Regions from separate parts of the Zea mays genome. Here region 2 is linked to region 1. A link is a contact called in public Hi-C data. All regions are on one chromosome and are shown on one strand. The core of a region is the stretch at or near the end of the contact, and the rest is flanking DNA. Distances in the headings are between cores, read along the strand shown. Region 1 holds the start of LOC103629196 (AP2-like ethylene-responsive transcription factor TOE3). Region 2 holds the start of LOC100383605 (Transcription factor IIIA).

Region 1 (3,427 bases), core at 531-3,030:
AAGTGAGTGGATGGAAAGGAAAGGCACATGCAAGGATGAAATGAAATAATCTGCAGCAAAGTACAGCGCCTGCAAACGAAGTGTTGTTTCTTACTTCTTGCCGAGGAACTGCCCCATGCGCGCCTCCCAGCGGCCGCACTTGTGCAGGGTGACGCCCCTGTACTTGGAGCTGCCGCGGGAGAAGCCGGTGCTCTGCCGCCGCAGGGCGTGAACGAACTCCTCCTTGGACAGGCTCTTCATCTGGTGCACAGGGCCATGCGTGTACGTTCAGCAGATGTTTCAGTCGGTGCTAGCTGCAAGAACACTCGTGTATGTACCTGCTTCATATCGTCGTCGTAGTCGCTGAGGTTGAAGTTTATGTCGGCGTCGACGCCGCGGAACTTGATCGCCGCTCGGTCGTACGCCCTGCAGCAAGCCCGTCCCGAGAGCTAGCGGTCCATTAATCCGGCCGGTCGGTGGGGTAGCTAGACAAGGGTGGATGGATGGATTGATCGTTACCTTGCAGCGGCATGAGCAGTGTCGAATCCACCTGCGTAGATTGGCCATCGGCCAGATCACCGAATCGGTTAATTAGGCCATTCGATCGAGATCACGAACTAGTTAATAACGGGAAATTTATGCTGCAGATCGATCTGCTTATTGCTGCTCACCTAAGTACACCTGCTTCCCGCAATCCCTGCCATTTCCGAGGAACAGGACAGCACAGGAAGACGAAACATTTGGGTGTCAGAATCACAAGCGATTATTGGTCGGTAGGTGAAAGGGCGCATGGTGAGCTTGCAGTGCTACTGACCAGATGTGGGACTCCCAGCGGCCGGTGCGGCGGTAGAAGGTGACGCCGCGGTACTGCGAGCTGCGGGAGCGCGGGCCGCGGCGGCTCTTCTTGGCCTGCTGCGGCTGCGCGGGCGGCGGCGGGGGCGGGTACGGGTGCGGGTGCGGCAGGACCCTGATGTCCGGCTGCTGCTGCGGGCCGGCGCGGAAGAAGCCGAGCTCGGCCCAATGCTGCGGCGCCGGGAAGAGCTCCCGGGTGACGAGCTGCTGCTGGTGGTGGCGAGGTGGCGACGGCGTGGCGTCGCCGTCGTCGGCGTCCGCGCCGGCCGCGTCGCTGTCGCTCCTGAGGATGCTGAACTCGAGCACGGCCGGCGTCGAGCTTGACCCCTCCTCCCCCGGCGCGGGCCCCCCGCCGCCCGCCGATGCCGCCTCCGCGTTCAGCACCGACGAGCCCGAGGACCCCGAGTCGCTCGCCTCCAGCGCCGCCGATGGCTTCTCCGGCGCCACCTCGGCCACGTTCAGATCCAGCTCCATCTCCCGCTCCTCTGCTCCTGCTCCAAGATTCCAACTTGCAAGCAGCAGCCCGTCCCCAGTCGCAACTGGGCTGCTAGCTAGTAGGTAGCTACCTGGTGGCTGGCGCTGGTCTATTTCAAGAAGAAGAACCAGAGGAGGAAGAGGTAGAAACAGGAGAGTGCCGAGTCGTTCTTGCGGTACATTTAGCCTCCACGACCACGAGCTGCCTCCTCACTCCCGATCTCTGACGACCATCCTGCACGCAACCCGGAGACGGCCCTAGCCACTGTACGGTCGCTTCACGACTCAAGAACACCGTACCCCGGACCACCAATCAACAATCAGCTAAATATCCTCTCCTTCCCCTCCTCCGTTAAATATCTTCTCTGATTTGGGCAAGGGGAGTAGGGGGAGAAGAGGAGCGGTTAGCTAGCTAAAGGTTGGGTTTTTTACAGGAAAGGCGGCGGGCGCGGGGCCTTTCGGAGCTCCGGCGGTGGGCGACGGAGCTGAGGAAGAAGAGGGAAGGTGTGGCGGAGTGAGGGAGAAAAAAGAGGCGGGTGATATATAGATAGAATAGGAGAAGGAGAGTGGGGTGGGGCGTCGGTCACCGCCGGTGGCCGGTTAACCTTAAAATCCTTCCTGATTTGGGCACCCTGCGTCGTCCGATTTGGTGGGTGGCCGCCTGCGGGCCTGGATTTGTCATTTCTCCACCCCGGGACCCCAATCCGGCCATCCCAACCCACACCCACACGGCCCCGCCCGGGAATAAAAACATGGGAGTGAGAGTGAAAAAAAAAGAGGGTCAGATGATAATAATGATGATGACGATATATAGTTTGCCATGCCATGCATGTCGCGCTGGTCGAAAATATCTCCTCTCTCCGTTTTGGCAGGTGCTTCCTCCTCGGCTTCTCCTGCCTGCCTACCATAGACTAGGCTGTTTGAGGACCGTGAAGGAACAATTTCTCTTTGTTTGAGAAATGAGTCTTGCAAGCGATGAGCATTGCAAATAATGCATGTTATTATGTTAGCGTGCATGTGTACCATGTATAAGAAAAACATTTTCTACCCTCATAGATGTAATAGAGTAGAAAGACTTATTTTTTCTGTGTGTCGTGACAAGATTTTTAGGTTGTGCGGACGTCGATAGGGCACCAAACACTATTAGGGATGTCACAGGTCGAGTATAATAAATACCCGTCCACGACCGTACCCGCGGATATTAGCCATACCCACCCGCAACTGTACTCGCGGATAAAAAAATTATACTCGTGTCCGTACCCGTCGGATATCGGGTATATATATATATATATAATATAGAAAATTCCAGAAAATACAATCATAACCAGCAAAAATTCCAGAAAACTTATGCGTACATGGAACACTTCAAACAAGTCTTCATGAATTATGCGTCAACACAGGCATACAGAATATAATATGGAAACACTTTAAGTCTTCATGATACATGTTCACTAGTTTTTTAGTTTTTACGAATATCCACGGGTAACCCACGGGCGGCAAAAAATATCTGTACCCGAACCGATTTTATCACGAAGAACCTGAATCTCGCCTCCCGTGAGGGACCGCGTCGGGAGGAGAGATCCAAGGGTTTTCTTATGGTCGACAGGTCACCCAAGGCGTTTCTAGTCAACATAGAGCTGAAGAGAGGCGAAGAATTGAGGTAGAGGAAGGCTAAACTAGGGCTAACTTATTCTATTCACATGCAGACCGTTTGTGCCGTCACCGCGCACTCTAGACCGTAAGGACTATAGGGCCGGACTGTCCGGTAGCTAATTTGGTGCTCAACACATGCCCCTTCCTTTTGGTGGAGGTTGATGAACAAAAAGCATCTACACTATTAGCACCCTTCAAGAAACAACAAATCTCACAAGTCCTTTTGTTTTTCGATGTAAGAACTCAACCGATGCAGGTCACCGGCTTTTCAATCTAATAGAGTGAGTATTCAATAGAGTTCTAGAGCATAAAGGTCGTTTAGGATTGCATCTTTCTCGGACATGACTACTTGATCAATGAATCAATAGAGGTACAAAATTGTGGTACCCCAGCTCAAATAAGCAAAGCACTGACACATGTAATACGGGTTCATTGCGGCACTACCCCATGTTTGAACAGGAAAATATAT
Region 2 (3,427 bases), core at 559-3,058, 270 kb before region 1:
TGGCTGATTCTGAGAATGAAGGAAGCGGGTTGTTTGTTGGACCAACATGAAGTTGTCTTGAATAAATCTTCCCTTGATGAAAGTACTTTGGTTCTTGGACACCATACTATCAAGTTGACCTCCCAACCGGTTTGCAAGGATCTTCGTAATCAGTTTAGCAAAACTATGAATGATGCTTATAGGCCTAAACTCCTTGGCATTAGACGGGTTCTCAACCTTGGGAAGGAGGATAACAAAGGCTGAATTAAGAGCCCGAAAATTCCGAAAGTCTTTCCTCCAAATTGCTACAACAGCCGCCATGATGTCCTTCTTAATGATTGGCCAACACACCTTATAAAATCTTCCCGTGAAGCCATCGGGCCCCGGCGCTTTGTCAGAGGGCATCTGCTTGATGGTATCCCAAACTTCTTCTTCCGAACATGAGTTGACAAGGTGATCCAGAAGATGGTGTTGGATCCCGAGGGCCTCAAGATCAATGGAAGGTGCTGCTCAATTATTTTACGGAGCTGATTGGTAGCAGCAATGCAACCAAACTAACATGCACGAAACAACAAAGCTAATGTGCATTGCTGTGTCCTTCTCAAATGTGCTGTTATTCATATGTAATCCTAGAAATCCTATTCTAATAGAAAAGGCAGCCAAACTTATAACTATTTTGTAAAAAAGTGCCAATGCTAAATACAACGGGATCTGCATAGCACACACCCAGCAAAATACTCCGATGCCTTCTCGGCCCCGTCCTTCAAGGCAATGCTAACTCCAAAAAGCACGGCAGCAAGAATCTGAACAAACCCAATGTATTAGCTCCATGTGTAGAAGTAACTCTAAGCTGAATCAACAAAATGGTAGATAGATAGAAAAAACTGACCACAAGTGTCACCCTTCTAATGGCAGAGCCTTTCCCACTCGTGCTGGACACCGCTACGGGTTCTGCACCCTTTTTGGGTTGAGCACGTGGAGTAGAATTTACCGTCTCCTTTTCTGCATACATATCCAACGCGAGGTATCAGAGAGGGACAAGAAATCTCACGAAACCATCAAAAATGAATTCAGCAGATAGCATGGGAGTCCCCTTCTGAGGAACTTGATTTCAAAATGCGTCACTGAGTTATTGCGCATTTCTGATGTTGCAGCCGAACTATGGCGCCCATGGCTTGATGTTGCAACCAAACAATTGTGCGCATGGCTTGATGTTGCAACCAAGCTATTGCGCCCAAGGCTGGCTGGCTCGCAGGAGCCGAAGGAAGGAATTGGGCGGTAAGAAGCTAGACGGCGGTGGGGTGGAGCCGAGCGTCGTACTCACCAGAGCTTAGCGAGACGCCTTCCTCCTGTTCCGCCCTCCTGGCGCGCCGCCTCCGCATCCTCCCGCGCCGTCCTCCTTCCGCTTCCCCAGGGCGGGACGACGCGGCGGACACCGTGAACGGGAGAGGCCGCCACGTGAGCGGCGGCGGCGGGAGCGCCGCTCGCGCACGACGCGTCCACCACGGGTCCGGAAGCCGCGGCAGGAACCGCGTAGCGGTCGAAGCGGCCACCGCGGAAGCCATCGCCGGGGACGATCTCGGTCGGGGCGCGACGGGTGGAGCTCGGGAGCGTACGGCCGCGGGCGGAGGCGGAGCGGAGCACACTTCAGCGTCAGCCACACCGGCTGCGGTACAGGCGTATAGCGGTAGGCAGCCCACCCCACCCAAACGGAGCGCACGTGCGCCACCCGCAGCGGGACCCGTAACCCGTTTAGGACCCCGAACCCGGGAAGGCTCTCCCCTTGCCAGGTGGGCCTGATGCTCATCAGGCCCATCTCCCAGTGGTTGTTTTTGGCTTGTTCTCCCACTAACGCTTGGCGACTCACGAGTCGAGGGTTTCTCTCCTGCGCGGCGGCTACCTCTCTCCACGGCGGCGGCGGGCGATCCTGCAGATCCCGCGGCTCCCTCCGCGATTCGAGGTCAGTTTCCTCCGATTGGTGTTGCGTGTGGTGCTAATTCTGGGAATCCCGTCTCAATTTCTCGTTTATTTCGCTGTGGTTTTGGGGTTAGTCAGACTCAGATGGGGGAAGGCACAGAGAGCGGCGGCGGGGCGACCACAGCGCCGCCTCTGAGGTATATAAGGTGCTACAAGTGCGGGTTCTGCGACGTGGTCCGGTCCAAGAAGTGCTTGCTCCGCGCCCACGTGCTTGAGCACCACAAGGTACCAGCTGTGCTGCTCGCTTGCTCGCCGCCGCTTGGTTCAGACTTCAGATTTGCGCGCGTTCTCCTTTGTATTGTTCTACAGGGGTAACACTTATGGGGTGTGTGTAGGATGAGGTGGATGCTTTGGGGGGTTACTGGGAAGGTGGAGATGCTGGTCCGCGCAAAGAGATCAGCCGTGCGTGCGAACAGTGCGGGATGAGCTTCAAGAAGCAGGCGCATCTGAAGCAACATATGCAGAGCCATTCGCTCGAGGTACTGATCTGGCTGCTTATGTTGGGTTTTTTGGTATATTGCTCAGTGAATGCTCAGGCTACTAGTGCTCGCCTGGTTTGTTACTATCCGCTTAATGTTTATTGTGTGAGAAAAGGCCGAAAGCGAGATACATGCTGGTTTGACTCTTTTGGTGTGGTTGCTACAACCCTGTTATAATAACAATTGGTTCGATGGATGACTCTGTATACCTCATGGTCTTTCTTTAGTCCATTGTATGTTATTATTAATTATGCTGACTTTTGCAGTCTGTTTGTTCAGATACAGATGTGTGAAGCATTGGATCTCAAAGAACTCCAAAATGCGAGAAGGCCTTGAACGGACTAGTACCAGGATGGGGAGACCCTCCTGAGAAGCTCCATCAAGAGTTCCTTCATTCACGCTATTCTTCAGGTTGTGTGTTCTGAGCTATTCTGAGCTGCTTGCTGCTTTTTTTGTTATTATGTTCCTGTCACATGACATATGCTAAAGGTCTAGTCTGAGATTGCGATGCCACTTTTTTCAACAAGTTGGGCGTCTGCTGTTCTAGTCATATTTGATAATTGATGAATTTACACTGCAATGCTGTTTGAGTATATCTAGCTGTCACCGTTTGATGGCCCTCATTATTGACAGGATAGATTTAGCAGGCATAGAGAGACACAATTCCTGTTCTGCATAGTTTATGTGCTCGACTTTAGTTATGTGTTCACTGAAATGATTGGATCATGATCTTCCTTAGTTGAATTATACATTTCATGCAAAAATCAAATTAATTTTCATTTGAAGGTGAGTTATGCGGATACGGTGTGCTGCTATTTGCCCCTGTATTTGGGGACTGGTGTACGACATTTGATTTGCTGGTTTTTGTAGGCAATTTGTTGACATATGAATGCGTGAAGCATTGGATCCCAAAGAACTCCAAAATGCGATAAGGCCTTGAATGGACTAGTATCAGGATTGGGAGACCATCCTGAGAAGCTCCATCAAGCATG

Evidence for each region. A called contact is a pair of places that touch in the nucleus more often than the background predicts.
Region 2: a Hi-C map of leaf shows a contact between it and region 1, with 7 times the contacts expected there. The contact joins the promoter of LOC100383605 here to the promoter of LOC103629196 in region 1. A contact is called at or near these places in 8 of 25 Hi-C or Micro-C datasets (bundle sheath, ear, endosperm and 2 more) and 1 of 3 datasets of contacts at active chromatin or transcription factors (leaf).

What each region holds. Positions count from the first base shown.
Region 1 is chr6:36,818,020-36,821,446 of Zm-B73-REFERENCE-NAM-5.0, reverse strand. It overlaps LOC103629196 (AP2-like ethylene-responsive transcription factor TOE3), which reads right to left and starts at 1,780. Exons shown (of 10, transcript NM_001328266.1): 1 at 794-1,780; 2 at 651-676; 3 at 499-529; 4 at 318-405; 5 at 95-240. The coding sequence starts at 1,305.
Region 2 is chr6:37,090,005-37,093,431 of Zm-B73-REFERENCE-NAM-5.0, reverse strand. LOC100383605 (Transcription factor IIIA) reads left to right here and starts at 1,808. Exons shown (of 9, transcript NM_001362095.1): 1 at 1,808-1,939; 2 at 2,031-2,181; 3 at 2,292-2,435; 4 at 2,715-2,846; 5 at 3,306-3,427. It overlaps LOC100284595 (protein alx), which reads right to left and starts at 1,654. Exons shown (of 13, transcript NM_001157490.2): 1 at 1,304-1,654; 2 at 869-981; 3 at 706-782. The coding sequence starts at 1,544.